2 separate regions of the Mus musculus genome follow, and region 2 is linked to region 1. Evidence: chromatin contacts called from public Hi-C data. All regions are on one chromosome and are shown on one strand. Each heading gives the region's core, a stretch centred on a gene start, on an enhancer-like site or on the middle of the called end of the contact. The rest is flanking DNA. Distances are from core to core; before and after follow the strand shown.

The links. A called contact is a pair of places that touch in the nucleus more often than the background predicts.
Region 2: a Hi-C map of liver shows a contact between it and region 1, with 2.5 times the contacts expected there. The contact joins two enhancer-like sites. A contact is called at or near these places in 34 of 484 Hi-C or Micro-C datasets (3T3-L1-derived adipocytes, the AML12 cell line, the AtT-20 cell line and 22 more) and 4 of 115 datasets of contacts at active chromatin or transcription factors (all in embryonic stem cells).

The regions. Positions count from the first base shown.
Region 1 is chr2:146,467,447-146,475,011 of GRCm38.p6, forward strand. The region is part of intron 3 of Ralgapa2 (Ral GTPase activating protein, alpha subunit 2 (catalytic)); the gene reads right to left. Among named protein-coding and RNA genes, the nearest start is that of Ralgapa2, 41 kb to the right of the region's middle. Within about 2 kb of position 3,430, at least 14 of the 459 cell types and tissues checked have an H3K27ac peak or open chromatin away from gene starts, as enhancers often do. A contact at or near this core is called in liver, where this site is marked.
Region 2 is chr2:146,596,823-146,604,387 of GRCm38.p6, forward strand. No RefSeq gene overlaps it. Among named protein-coding and RNA genes, the nearest start is that of Gm52577, 25 kb to the left of the region's middle. Within about 2 kb of position 2,914, at least 2 of the 459 cell types and tissues checked have an H3K27ac peak or open chromatin away from gene starts, as enhancers often do. A contact at or near this core is called in liver, where this site is marked.

The DNA of each region.
Region 1 (7,565 bases), core at 2,180-4,679:
TAAAGATGTAGACCTCTCAGCTCCTCCTGCCTGGATGCTGCCATGTTCCTACCTTAGTGATAATGGACTGAACCTCTAGCCCTGTAAGTCAGCCCCAATTAAATGTTGTCCTTGTAAGAGTTGCCTTGGTCACAGTGTCTGTTCACAGCAGTAAACCCTAACTAGGACATCAATGAAGACCTAAAAAGACAAAGGTATCCTAATGACAAAGGTTTTTGTTTACTTAAGTTAACCCAAAGCAGCAAAAAGGGCGGGGGGTGGGGGGTGACTTTATTCCATGCAAGTACCATGCAGCTGCAATGATGGTTCCACAAAAGAGACAATCCCAAAGAAAAATTGAAATGTGTCCTCAAAAACAAAGTAAATAAAAAGGAAAATTGAGTTTTAGTGTTTCTGATTTATGTTCTTAAAGACTCAAGTGTTATATTGAAGAGATGATGAAAACTTGGGGAAACTAATGAAGTAGATATGTAATTAGATAACCTTCTGAAATCATAAAATATTAACTAATGAGGATGGAAAGCATGGTTAGCACTAAACTAGACTATTACAGATTACCCCATGAGCCAGTACAGTACACATCACGAACTCCCCAGAACCACATAAAAGAACACACACAAGAAATGCCTGGACAAAACACACTTAAAGTTGTAAATTCAATATAAATCTAAAAAGCACTAGGCAAAAACCAAATAGAAAATGTAGTATATTCCTTAAACAACAGCAACAAGGCTGACCTTGGCCTTTTCATCAGCTGCGGTGAAGTGATCATGAGTCACAGAGTGGACGTCAGGACAGTGAGAAAGTGAGGACAACAGGGACCCAAAGCACACCATGGGCCTATACAGCAATGCAGTTCCTGGTGTTTCTGAAGCAAATTACATCTACCTCAGACATACACATTAAAGGGTGGGTGGTAATGATCTGAAAATTATATAGTCACCTACGTATGCTTTTATATATCTGAAGTTTAAGGAAAGGTGTTTCTGAGCTAGAATTATATCAGCCACATATCTTCCCTTCTTCAACAAAGTACATAATTCACCTTCTAGCAACAAGGATTAATCAAAGTAGTTCCCTAATAAGAATAGAGCATAAAGATCCTGTAGCAGTGAGCTGTATTTACATAACTGGCATTTAATATGTTAATAAAAATAGATTCTCCAAATCATTTAATATAAGAGAAATAGCAACTGAAAATATTATAATAAAATAATGTAGATATAAATTGTTCAAAATGCTGAGAAATAAGAAATGCAAGAGACATGTACTCACAAGAAAATAATAAATTCAATAAATGCACCATTCAGATGGTATAGGTTTAAGTTACCTTTTAATAAACTAATTAATTAATATTCTTGTTAAGTACCCATTCTGTGCCAGGTACCATGAGAAAGACTAGAGATAGACAAAAGAAGCACTATCTCTGCCTTGACAGCATAATCTAAGGGGAAAAGGCAGAAATATCTCTGAACAAAATCCTTAAGAAAACAAAGGGTGAGCCTACAAGAGAAGGGCATTTCAGGAAGATTAAACAGTGTCCACCCCACCCCCAGAAAGCTTTTCTGCTGCTCTGAGGACTTCCAAAGGTTGCCAATAGGGACAAGAATAAGACAGGAATGAGGAGGCAGAGACCAGATGAAGAGGGCCCTTGAGAGAGTGCTGGGAGTGCAACAGCCCAGATGGCAATGGGAACCAGCACTGCATTGCAGGAGAGCACTGGAGAGGCTGAGGGAGAGAGCAGAGGACTGATGCCTATAGACTAGTTGGTTAGATACTCCTCTGCCGGATGGAGCATGAGATGTGCAGAACCACAGACAAAACAGGAAAGCATTCCCATTACGCACTAACACATAAACTTTCAAACATTTGAAGCCTTGGAAGCAGAAACATGATACATTTTATAAGTTTATCTTTTCACTTGCACATCATATTCAGGTCTAACCCTCTCTAAGAAAACACCTCACTAGGATGTCTCATAGACTCTCAACTTTGTAGCATAAAATTCTGCCATAAGAGGTGAGCTTTGCCCTGAAGAAAGGTCAGCTCTAAGAAGTCGTCTTTGTACACATGAAACTCACATAAAAGGTGTCAGTCACGCCCTTTAGTTAGTCTCCAATTCACGCAAGCTTCTGGTTTTTGGCTAAAATCTATATGTCTTTCATCCTCTTCTATTTTGTACTAGCATATCTAATTGGCTCTCCTTTCCATATCGTTCTTTTATTTAAAAAAAAATTCACTTTGAGAGAATCTGCATAGGGAAGGAGACAGAAACAGCAGAGCATGCATGCAATGCTTGGTTGCTGCCACCTCAGAAACTTAAGATTGAAATGACACTAGATGTACTACAGACCTGTAGGCTATTGTGGGACTGGCCACACTGTCATCAGTAAATGTCCCTGCTCTAAGGATTAGCTGCAGGGAAGGAAGGCTTCAAGCTAGCTCTTTCCTTCCTACCCAGTGTCACTTGCACAAACACTAGATGTCGCTCTCTAACAGCTACTGTGTTATAAACCACACAAAACAAGCCAGCGAAAACACACAAAACAGCAAGCACCTGTACAGCTCTCTTCTAAGCGAATATTTTTTAAAAAGAAACCAATTCATACAAACTAGGTCTCTACATTATTGTGAGAACATTGTAAAAGGAGAAGACGTGCTCTGTTCGACCATAACACCACCTGCTAACTTGTTATTGTGAATGGCCTGCCATTAAGTCTTGATGTGCGCTCTCTTCTATTATCTCGAAAGGATTCGTGTGTACATTTCCTATCTCTCGTCTACGTGATCTTCTTTGAGGGTGTCAGTTACCACAGGTCAGTTGCTACCACGATGGGGTGGGTAAGGCACCTTGCTAAGGCAGATAATCAATCACAAGAATGTAATTTCAGACTTCCACAAACGTCTTGTCTCCAGGTTCCCTTCCTCCAAGGTGAACTGAGTAATTCAGTACACTCTGTTGGGCCAATCCCAAGTTTCTCACCTCGAGATCCCAAATCATAAGAGAGGCTGCAGTCCTGCAGTGTGGCAGTTAACTTATCCACTGAAAACAAATACCTTCACCTCAGACCTTGGTCCTCTAATTCAAACTATTAATATAGCACAATAGAATAAGCAAATTATGTCCAAAATAAGCTAAACATTTATATCTTTTCTATCTTCCAGTTTGTTCAGTTCACAAACAAAAACAGACATCAGAATAACTATGATAAGAGAGAGAGAGAGAGACCTGAATCCTATGTTTTAACATGCCCCTTAGTATTTACTGGATTTAGTATCCAGTAAATGCATGCACCAAGAAGAGATAGTAATAAAATCAACAATCAAGCTAGGGGTGGCACTCAAATCCAAAGCAGTGTCAGAGGAATGAAAGCCAGACTTTGGTTTCACCCTACTTGCAGAGCTCCTAACACAGTGCTGGGACAAGCCATGTGACCGATTTCAGGAAAGAAGTTGAAAGTCTCTTTTCCTTACTTGGAGAAATCATGAGAAGCTAAACTCATTCTCTCTACAAAGCTCACCTGAGCATTGAGGAAGAAACCCACCATGGAAATCTGCTAAAGTGACATGTAAAACCTACTGCAGCCCTAGGCTCACCAGCGGTCATACAATAACTCCTGAACACAGCTGTGGGCAAGGCTTTGCAAATGAACGCCCTGGCTCTGATCCAGCATCCCCACAATCTTTGGGGAGGGAAGATAACGTACTTATGCCACCCTGCGTACTGAGGGAAATGCAGACACCCGTGCCTGTGGTTATTCATGCCCTTCATCTGTGTGCCCTTCATCTGTGTGCCTTTCAAAAGGCCCAGGCATCACCTGTACCCACTGTGCAGCTCACCTGCTGCAATTTACCTCTCACTTCAGTGCTTCCCAGACCACCAAAGAAGGGACAGAGAAGAGACATAATGACCTATCCTGGAACGAGGAATTCATGTCCTTTAGCTTGGAGGCGGGGGTAAAGGATGAGTCTATAAGGTGTGGTGGAGAGACACGGGACCAAGTAATTTGATTTACTGCTATATTAATGGCATTTTCATCCCAAAGCATGAATACAAAAGAATGAAATTTGCATGACTTTTCAATTTTATATTTCCAAAAAGCTGCTTTGAAGCCATGTTTCCTTGCTCCATGGAAGTCAAGCAATGCTGAGGCCACAGCCATAGCACCTTGGGACTATTAAGAAGCCTAGGAAATCTACTACAGTAAAACCCTAATTCTTGGAAGTCTCCAATCCCATAAGGACAGACCTACAGTAAAGTGAAAATCTAACCCTGTGTTTAACAAAGAGGAATGACCTTTCAGGTGTAGTAGCCTGGAAACTCCATAGCTTCTCCACTATACATGGTATATATACATACATACATAAAATAAGTAATTTTAAAAGGCTAACCAGAGTTCAAACATTTAAAAAAAATTGTAGACACTTCAAACAAAGCTGCAGTTACAGTTTTGAGGGTTAACAGACCTGTAAGTGACTTCTAGGCTCACTAGTCCTACCCCCTGATTTCTAGGCCTGGAAGCCAAAGCAAAGAAGGTAGGTACCTCTATCAAAATCATCAGCTTAATGCTGTCAAAGCCGATCTAGACCCAGACATATCTGAGCCTTGTCTCTTCCATCTAGCTTGTTCTAGGTGGGGGAAAATGCTATTAACACAAAAGTACCAAATAACTACAATGAACAGAGGTTGAGAATTTAAGAGACTTTAATTCAACAATAAATATTAGCAAGTACAAAGTAATGACTGCTAGGCTGAGGAATTTTATGGCCTCATTAAGAGGCTAAGGCATAGCCACATTAAGGAATAACACACACACTATGGTTTATTACACAAGTTCACTAGAAGAATAAGCATTCCCCATCCCTCATCCCAGCAACACTTACCAGAATTTATTCAGTGAGTTTGAGCAGTAAAAGAGTGGTGGTAAGAAAAGGGTTAAAGCCCCTGCAAAGAAAGGCACATGGCTTAACAGGCAGAGAAGAAACACACCTGGCAAAGTGGCCTGGAACTGAGGGAGTTGCTCTCCAGAGGAGGACTCCCCTGGGGAGAGGGAAGGACAGACCAGCTGAGCCTCATTTTACAGACTAGAAAGAGCATTTGGGTGTCTAGAAGGATAATGGCAAGATTTAAATAGTATAATCTGGGAAATAATTTTGATAAAATTTAGAATAAGGATTCTGAAAATCAAGTGTGTTTAGCCATAATTTCAGACTCTGTGATGTCTGTGAGTTTGGCAGGGAGAGTGTATACAAGTTCAATGACAGCACACACAGGCTCTGTAAATGAAACCTCTTCTCTGTGTGTTTTAATCAGGTATAGGTGAGTGAAGAAATTTCTTGCTATCAAATTTTAAGTTTTCTTATTTCTTGACAATAGGCTTCTTCTAAACCATACAACTTCTCTGCTGGAAAGGGATGGCATTCAAGGTAGCAGACTGCTCTTCTATTAGGGTAGTTTCTTATTTTCTATATTCTTGGTGGTCTGACATCTATGGCCTTTCTAAAGGGAAGAACTGGCCCTCCTTGGGTTAGCTAATTCTTCTAGAAAGGGCCTAAGACCAACTAATTCCAAATTCTTTCTTGTGCTCTCCAAATCTTGAGCCTCCTGAATCACTCGGATATGAACAACCAGCCTAGAGTCAGCTCAAATGGTTCAACTCTATAACCCTAAATTCAGCTTAGTATACTTGTCTTGACCATTTTTTTAAACATAATAAAGACTCCTGCCCTCAATTTTCTCTGTACCTGCTGATTTCACCTCTGGGTGACCTCTAAGACCCTCTGTGACATGTCTCCAGCTTTAAGGCAAGAACAAGTATAATTAAAACCTCTCCTTCATTGCAGTCATTTTCCTATCAGGGTGCCTGATCACACCTAATTAACAAATCTTAGGTATCACTAAAATAACCTCCTGGGGGCTGCATCTAGGTGGTTCTCAAGAGAAGACAATATGAGCTTGAGGCCCAGTCTTCAGGTTCCTCAGCCAGTTAAACATCCCCTCATTCCACTGTACAAGTAACTACCACAGAGTTAAGAACACAAGTGTAAATTCTATGAGTTACTACCTGATAAATGTGCAATTTGTGAAAGGTCGCCTAACTCCACAGACCTCCCCACCTGTCTTCTATAAAAGCTGAGAAATGAAGGTGGAGAGATGGCTCAGCAACTAAGAATGCATACTGTTCTTGAAGACCTGAGTTCAGTTCTTAGTACCCACATCTAGTAAAAGTTCCAGAAGATCTGATGGGCTCTTCTGGCCTTCACAGGTACTACAGTCACATGCATGAACCCACACAGACTCATATACACATATGCACACACATATGCATACATAATTAAAAATAAAATCTTTAAAAACTGAGACATACAGAGAATGTAGCTCAGACGTCAAAGCCGTACATATGACCACCACCAACATAACCACCAACGCAAAAAAAACAAACCTAGAAAGACGTCATCTATTTCAGAAGGGTTAAACAGGACGGCCCTTGTGAAATAGATTCTGGTCAATGTCAGATAGCATTTAATTCATGTTCTGAGATCCTACATCTAGAAATATCTGGCAATGATACATAAATGTTTTTAAAAGAATAAAAATCTAGGCATAACCACAATAACAATGAAACAAATTGTAAAGAAGAAGAATGAGAAGCATCCCCATGAAGCAAGAGGAGCAGGCATCCTAAGTGATACTACAAGTAGACGGAGCCAGGTCACCTTCCAGAGGTTCATGTGCTCCCACCAGGGGTAAAGACAAACAGATCTCATCTCTGTACAACCCTCCACACCCTGAAACTTACGACCTGCCCATCACTCACTCACCAGAACACTGTACTGTCTGGCAGTCTGCTACACTGTAAAACTACTGTTCCTACTTCCAAAGCTGCCCTCGCACTTTGTCCCTTACTAAGGTAAGATGTAGCTCTCTTACACAGTCTTGCTCCATGCCTCTCTAACTCTCTTAATTATCCACCTTCTTCCAATCCAATTCTTATTTATAGAATATCCTTGTGCAGGGTCACTTCTGTAATTTACCATCCTAATAACTCTACCTCTTCTAAGGGAAGCCTTTCTCAATTATTTACATTGTTGAGTATTCACCTCAGAACTCTCATAAACCACTTCTAATATAGAAAGCAGCGATGAAGTTGCTTAGTGCCCAGAATGAACCATACAAATTACAACCTAACTTGTAAAGCTAGAGCTGAGCATAGAACATAAACAAAAGAAATGCAAGTTCATCATTCACTCATATTTACTATGCAAAGGGAAAGCTTTATGGAGCTTTGAATAACATATATTTGTTCTTCTATATAAGCAACTGACTCTGTAAATAGCAATGTATCACTAAGAGCTCCCTCCCTTGTGCAGAGTTTCTAGACAAGAAGGAAGGCATCAGACTTCCTTTGTGGGAAGGTGAGGACTCGGGCTTCTGAAGGCTTCCCACGTGTGAGACAACTAGTTCCAAGAGAAACAAGAACACATATTACTCTTAAATCATTGCATGGTTTTGAGGACTCAGAAACAAACAAACAAACAAAAAAAGGTAAGAGATGAGACAGAAA
Region 2 (7,565 bases), core at 1,664-4,163, 130 kb after region 1:
TTACAGGGAGGCCTCCATGCCCACCTGGTATTTATGTGGTGCTGAGGACCTGAATTCCAGGCCTCATGTTCTCTGTGCAAAGGCTTTATTTAAGCCATCTCCCTAGTGTCCCTCCGATAAATCAGGCTTTTAGATCCTCAAAGAGTATATCTTCATGAGGCTTAAGCAAGTAAGCCACACTGCTGTGAAGGAATGAGTCTGGGGCAAGGGTGAGGTTTTACGTCATCTCCCCTTCTGTAAGTAGTCAACAAGAGACCCCCACTCCTGGGCAGAAGCCTGCAAAGGCTCCTCCATAGCCCACAAAGAGGTCATTTCAAGTCATTTCCCTTCCTAGTGCCAGCTTTTTTTTCTTTTAATATCGATCACTATAAACTAAATCTTGCCACTTATGTGTCCTGTCATAAAGAAAACATTCTTGCAGTTCTAACATAAACCCTAAACTTGTTGAACATTCCTGTCGTAGACAGTCAAGCCAGGCAGTCAAAGCTGCTTACAAAACAATTCCAATTTCAAATACTCTGTCCCTTTTTCTCTGGGAATCATTAAAAGGATCTCAAAATTACCAATATTTCCAACCCAGCTATATAATGGTCACAAACCCAGAGCATGTCACAATGACTTTATTTAGTTATGCCATTGGATCAACAATGAGTCCACTGTGGTTTCCGTGAAGTCTGTGCTGGGCGATATGCTTCATCTGCCCCTTCAGTGTTTCATCTTGCTTGGATGGGCTTTGGTTTTTTCAGGTGTGAAGACCGTGAACATCTCATTGACAGAAACGTGGTTCCAGGTGAGTTAATGCCAGCATGCTAAGGATGACAAAACCCCAAGTCAGTTTGTCCACTACTCAAATTTAAGAGGCTTTGCAATCTGATTCAATGAGAGGACACCTGGGCTCAGGACATGGCCCAGTGGGTACTGCGCTTTCTTCACAAGCACAAGGAATTCATCTGGGATCCTCAGCATCCAGTTTAAGATGGGTGTGGCAGTGCGTTCCTGTACTTCCAGCACAGGGGAGGCGGAGTGAGAGAGTGAGTGGATCACTGGGGCCCGCTGGCCAGCCAATCTAACCAGTCTGCCCAATTGATGAGCTCTGGGTTCAAAGAGAAGCCCTGTCGCTAAATAAATAAATAAATAAATAAATAAATAAATAAATAAATAAATAAATAAATAAAGGCAGAAAGCAATAGAGGAAGACACCTCACAATTGACCTCTGGAGAATCTTGAGTTTGAAGTGAGTGGATCTAGGTTATATAACAAGACTCTATCACAAGCAAAAACAAAACAAAATAAAACAAAACAAAACAACAACAACAACAAAAAAAACAGAACTGGAATGTAAAGAACAGAGAAGAAAATTATTTCAGAAGGTATGGAACTAAGGAATTGAGCAGGAAGGCAACCCCTCAAAGTGGCAATACTTCAAATGTGTGTTTTCCCACCTTAGAAGCTGACAGTTAAAAAAATAAAAATAAAAAGCTAGAACTGCACACAAAGAAGAAATTTGAATCAGTCAAGAAGTTTGCTGCTAGTGCTAGTGCCAGTGATGGCTACACAGGATAACCCCTTCAGGTGGTTGTTGCTGCTTAGATGAACACAAACAAGAAGAACAGTGGGGACTTGTAACTGTGACATTAGGCAGAAGCCAAGAGGCAGGGGCTTTAAAACAGCCACAGGCTAAAAGGCAAACTGATGGCAGTGGATAGCTGTGCCTCCCTGGCCCAAAGCCTAAGAGTAAATTCTTCAATGAATGTGCTTAGCTATCTCCTACATCAAACACTCATCCAAGTGTGGGCTACACTGACCAGTCTTCAGCTGACTGAGCAGTTAAGCCAACGCTAATGGAATGCAGTTAGTTGTTTCCTCCTCAATTGGTCTGACAAGATGGAGGACAGATTTCAAGTCATCCTGGGCAGAATACAGTTTCATTCCAATCTCAATAAGAACCACGCCCAAGACTTGAAGCTTCTTTGCTCTCCTGACTTGATGGCCTTGTCCCTTCTTGCAAGGTGCATTATATTTTCCCCGTACCCGGGGATCATTAAAACCCCATTAACCTGTCTTCAGTGATTCATTTGGTTCTTTCTGTGAGAAGGTCCTCTAGGAGAGGTGTCCCTCACTCAGGCGATTCTCCGGTCACATAACGTTGCTTGTTTTCACACAACGCTGCTTGTTTTAAATATGTAACATGACATGGTAATGAGGCAACATGACTAAGGAATGCTGGCATCATTTTTCGTATTCAGCCTAGATGTTATCAGTTAACTGGACGGTTACCTCAAGTCTTGAAGTTGAGGGCAGGTATTTGTTAAAGCCACTCCATCCAGCAGCCTGGGGTTCCCAGCACTTGGAGGCTAAGGTACATGTTTGTTTCTGTGGCATCCTACTGCAGAGTTACAGTGCTCATTCCTCTCCAGCTGCTCTGCCACCTTCCCCCCTCTATACCGAACCACCTCCCTCCTCTACTCAGAACTCACCAATGATCCCTCACTGTTAATGATTTTGTTAGGGTCAGAACCTGGATTTTAGCAGCTGAACAAGCCAGGCTCTCTCTTCCCTGTCCTCCATATACCAATTAAACAAAGGTAATAACAAAAAGCAGAAAAAGGGAGATTTCCCACCACAACGTGTCCACATTGAAATGAGGAATAAAGAGGTCTAGTGACCCACAAGTTCAGCTTTCTGTCTACCACTGCACTGCTGTCCCTGCCTTCCACTTGCCTTCAACTGCAAGGCTACTGCCATCCATGTACCAGCTCGAACTCTCAGGCCAAGGCTGATCTGATCCTTCAGATCATTTCAAGCGTCAGTTTCTTCTGCCAGAATGTCAGCGCGGTGATGAGTAGGTGAAGTCTCAGGCAGTAGGGTAGCGAGATTGAGGACAGCAGGGTGAGCGAAGGCCACTCGTTCAGTCAACAAAAAGCTCTGATAATGTGTCCATCGGTCAGGGGAATGGTTGGATAAAGTTTTCAAGAGTGTTAGTCAGCCATCGGTCAGTGGGGCTGAGAGACCACACTTTCTAGGTCATGCACCAAGTTTTGTCTCAGAGTCAATTTATCTGCGTCCTTCACCAGAAGCCACTATGTTCAGACAAGCAGGCCATCTTACAGTCACAGGTCTAATTTCTTACAAGTATGCCACAGTTCTTTTCCAGGGCCCCAATATCTGAGTAAGAACCTCTTTGGCAATACCTTTGTTCTCAGTCACATCTAGGAGGCCCAAAGCTGGGGACGACATTAGGGCAGTCTTGATGGCATAGGGCTGTTTATCTCTTTAATTCAGCAAAACCTGGAATCCACAGTCTTCAAAAGCCCGCAGTGCCCAGGAACTTTTCTAACTTGTTTTGCACTGGTCGGTGGGGGAATATGAAACACAGTCTCTTTTCTAGCTGCTTCGACAAGTAGGCCACTGGCCTCTTCCAAGGACTCGGCTTCTGTGTTAGCACCCCTTTTGCTAGCCTTTTACTTTTAGCCACGAACTGTGACGGGTTTGGTCATGGAGGGGAGGGCCACTCCCACAGCCTCCTCTATGTCCCCTTCAGCAGCCACAACATCCAGGGCCACTGACTTCTCAGGGACCACCCCTCTTTTGCTCCGGGTTTCCCGAGCTCATTTCTCCCTAGGCTCTAGGTCCATGGGTGGGACCACTGTGACCCGCTGGCTGCTTCCTGGAGTTGGAGTGGGAGGCAGGGCAGCTGAGGATCTGAAAGGAAGTGGTCAGCATAGGGATCTGACAGGATTCTTAGGTTTATTCCAGAGGGCATAACTCAAAAACAGTTGTCAGTTGTTAGTCCAAGTCTGAACACAAAGAGACACACAAGACACACATAGAAACCGTTTTCAGGCAACCACCATAGAATCACAGTACCACAGAAATGACAAATACAAGCAAGACCAATACAGGGTGTCTTACACGTGATTTCCAGAGAAGCCTGACACTATCTGTTCCAGGCATATACTGAACCCTAGGTGCTGGGTTGAGAAGGACTGTTTCAAATCTAACTTCCCAGCTTGACACCAGAGCATCCTCCAGCGTTGTGGCCTGCAACGTTTTGACATGTCTCACTGTCACTGCAACCAACCCAAATGGACCTCTCCGTGGGAAGGCCCCCAGAACCTGAGACCGGCCTAAAACCAAACCAAGATAATCAGTCAATCCCTTGGAACCAAAACCATACCTGAAACCAGACAAACCAAAAGCAAAACAGAATCAGAAGGTGGTCTAATGGAGGACACACAAGTGAACAAGACAGACAGACAGACACCCAGACATACAGTCAGTCAGGCAGGCAGGGAGGGATTCCAATTTATCTCCTATGTACAGTGTCTGTGTCCCATGATGAAAACCACAAACAAAAACAAGACAGCAACAGAGGAAAAAAAAGACACCAATATATCTAAGCACACTCATCCATGCCTGGACTTATACAATCAGCCAAACACGACTTCCTGACAGGGGTCAGATTCCACATGACTTCCTTCCTGACTGGGGGGTTGGGGGGGGGAGGACTCTGCTTCCACCCCCTTCCACCCGTGGAATGTCTTCCAGGGTTGCAGCCTGTAGGGCCTTAGGACGTCTTCCTCCCGCAGCCACTAGATCCTCCCGGTCCACAGTGGCAGCTACCAGAATACAGAATACCAGAACTAGGAACCCAGGCGGGACTCGAACCCACAATCCCAGAACTGAAAAACCAAGACACAAATTCAGCGGTGCCACACTTAGACACTTAGACAACAGACAACATACAAGACTCACACAAACAAACGTACCTCCAAGGGGTCTTTCGGGGTTCCTGGGTGTCACGCAGATCTCGGTGGAACCTCCAAATGATAGAACCTAGTGGGGAAACCCCCCACTCAATTCCCAATCCAGCGTGCACCCAAAGAATCACGAATAGACCGTCTTGATGTAATTACACGAGGTAGTTTAATGACGGAGCTCTGGACTGACGTGTATCCCACACAGGAGATAACGGATGTCAACCATGAGGCTCAAAAGCTAGGGGTTTTTATGGGGTAAAGGGCTTAGGGGTGGGGAATTCAGCATAGCGACACACTATTGGCTTATTCAATCATCAGCAGAAAAATTACATGTACGTGCAAGGTGTCAGAGTTCTGTGAGTTGTTGACTCAGTTCAGATAGCCCTGTTATGTCCTCATATTCCTCTTTATCTTTATGGTCAAGCTGCCCCCAGGAATGCTTTAACTACGGGGCATACATGGGTTTATTTTTCTTTTTTTCTCAGCCCCGGGCAGCCTCTAGGCTCACAAACAACCAGCAATTTCTGAGTCTTTTATATGACTTACAGGTCTTGAAATTTCATCTTTCTTTCAGTCAGCTTGTTAGAATGGTGTAAAATCTCCTTCTGGGAGACAAGACCCTGCTCTGGTTGGCAGCAGGCTTCAGGATTTTCCTTCTACCAGCATGTAGCTCTGGGGGATGTTCCAATTTGTTGGTGGCCATTGTTTCAACAGTTCAGTAGCCAAATGGTGGGGCACAAGTTGTTATAACCCCTTCATTCTTGCTGAGGCTGTTACACCATGACCTAAAAAAAAATCTGCATTTCTTAAAATGAAGAATTGAGACTTCTCAACATGCCTACCAACCATCCACTCTTCATTTCTACCTTAGAACATTTTTCCCCCCTCAATTAAAAGATAGCTGCTATGGTTCACCCTCCCTCCTTCTCTCTCTCAGACAGTCTCACTGTACAACTCCACTATCCTGTAACTCACTGTGTAGACTGGGTTAGCATGTGATGGCTAATCCTGGTTAACTTGACACACTTGGGAAGAGGAAACCACCACAACCAATAATAATAATAATAATAATAATAATAATAATAATAATAAATGTATATGGGGAAATTTCTTGGTTGTTACTTGATACAGGAGGACCCAGCTCACTGTGGATGAGTCCCTGGGAAAGTGAGTCTGGGATGTATAAGAAGGGTATCTGAGCAAACCAGGGGAAGCAGTGTACAGTATTCCTCCATGGTCTCTGCTTTAGTCCCTGCCTTGGCTTCACTTGGACTATAACCCACAAGCTGAATTAAGCTCTTTCCTCCCGAAATTGCTTTTGGGTAGGGGTGTCATATGGTGTTTATCATAGCAACAGATGAACTGGAAAAACAGCTTCCTTTGCAACCACAAGTATTAAGCAGGATTCATTATTGAAAAAAAAAAATCAACAAACTTTCTCTGAACCCTGTCTTAGTTAGGGTTTCTGTTGCTGCAATAAAACACCATGACCAAAATGCAAGCTGGGCAGCAAAGGGTTTATTTGACTTACACTTTTCATATCACTGTTCATAATCAAAGGAAGTCAGGACAGGACATTAAATAGGGCAGGGACTGGGAGGCAGGAGCTAATGAAGAAACCATGGAGGGATGCTCCCTGCTTCCCCTGGCTTGCTCAGCCTGATGTCTCATAGAACCCAGGACTACCAGCCCAGGAATGGAACTGCTCACTATGGGTTGGGCCCTCCCCTGTCAATCACTGATTAAAATGCGCTACCTCTGGATTTTATGGAGGTATTTTCTCAATTGGGGTTCTGACCTTCCAGATAACTCTAGCTTGTGTTAAGACTAGCCAGCACCCCCCACCCCCATTCTCTCAAAACAGAGTTTATTGGCTTGGTTTGCACCATACTGGGGTGGACCATTTATCAATGGCCATCTGCTTGCTGGGAGGTAGAAAACCAGGCAGGAAGCCTTAGAAGCCCCAGTTGGATGCTGGAGGCTTGGAAGCTCTCTGGTGAGAGTCCACATGGCATGGCTGCAGAGGCTGAGCGTGGTGATGTGTGTGGCAATGGCAGAAGCCACAGATGTCCTCACTCATGAAGAGTGGAAGTTGTACACCCTAGCTCACTTTCCCTTCTTCTATTCTTCCCATGTCTCCAACTTACTGGAAGATGCTGCCTGTACTCACTCAGTCAGGCAGGTCTTCCTACTCTCTCCAGCTCCCGAGTGACATATTATTCTCTTTGGAAACTGTGGGGACTAGACAATATGAATTCAGCAATCTAGGTCAGGGATTTGATAACCCCATTTCCATTAAATAGTGGTACTTCATCCAAAAATGTTTCAAAAGACTCACTCCATTTCTCTGTTCAAAAGACTCACTCCATTTCTCTGCTTCCTATTTACCAAGTGATGGGAAGGAGTTCATTAAGATTAAAGAACCAGTATTTCTCACAATCATCTGTAACTTCAGTTTCAGAGGCTGCAGTGCACTCTTTTGGCCTCTGTGGGCACCAGGCACACATGTTGTTTACATACATATATGCAGACAAACACCCATATACATAAAATAAAAATAAATAACTCTTTTGTATATAAAAAAATAAGATTTGAGATTGGGGCTGGGGATATAGCTCAGTGGTATTCACATAGCATGCACAAAACAACAGTTCAATCCCAGTATACACACACACACACACACACTCCACATACTCACACACAATCCCAGTACACACATAGTCACACACAATCCCAGTACACTCACACACAATCCCAGTACACACACACACTCACACAATTCCAGTACACACACATACACACAT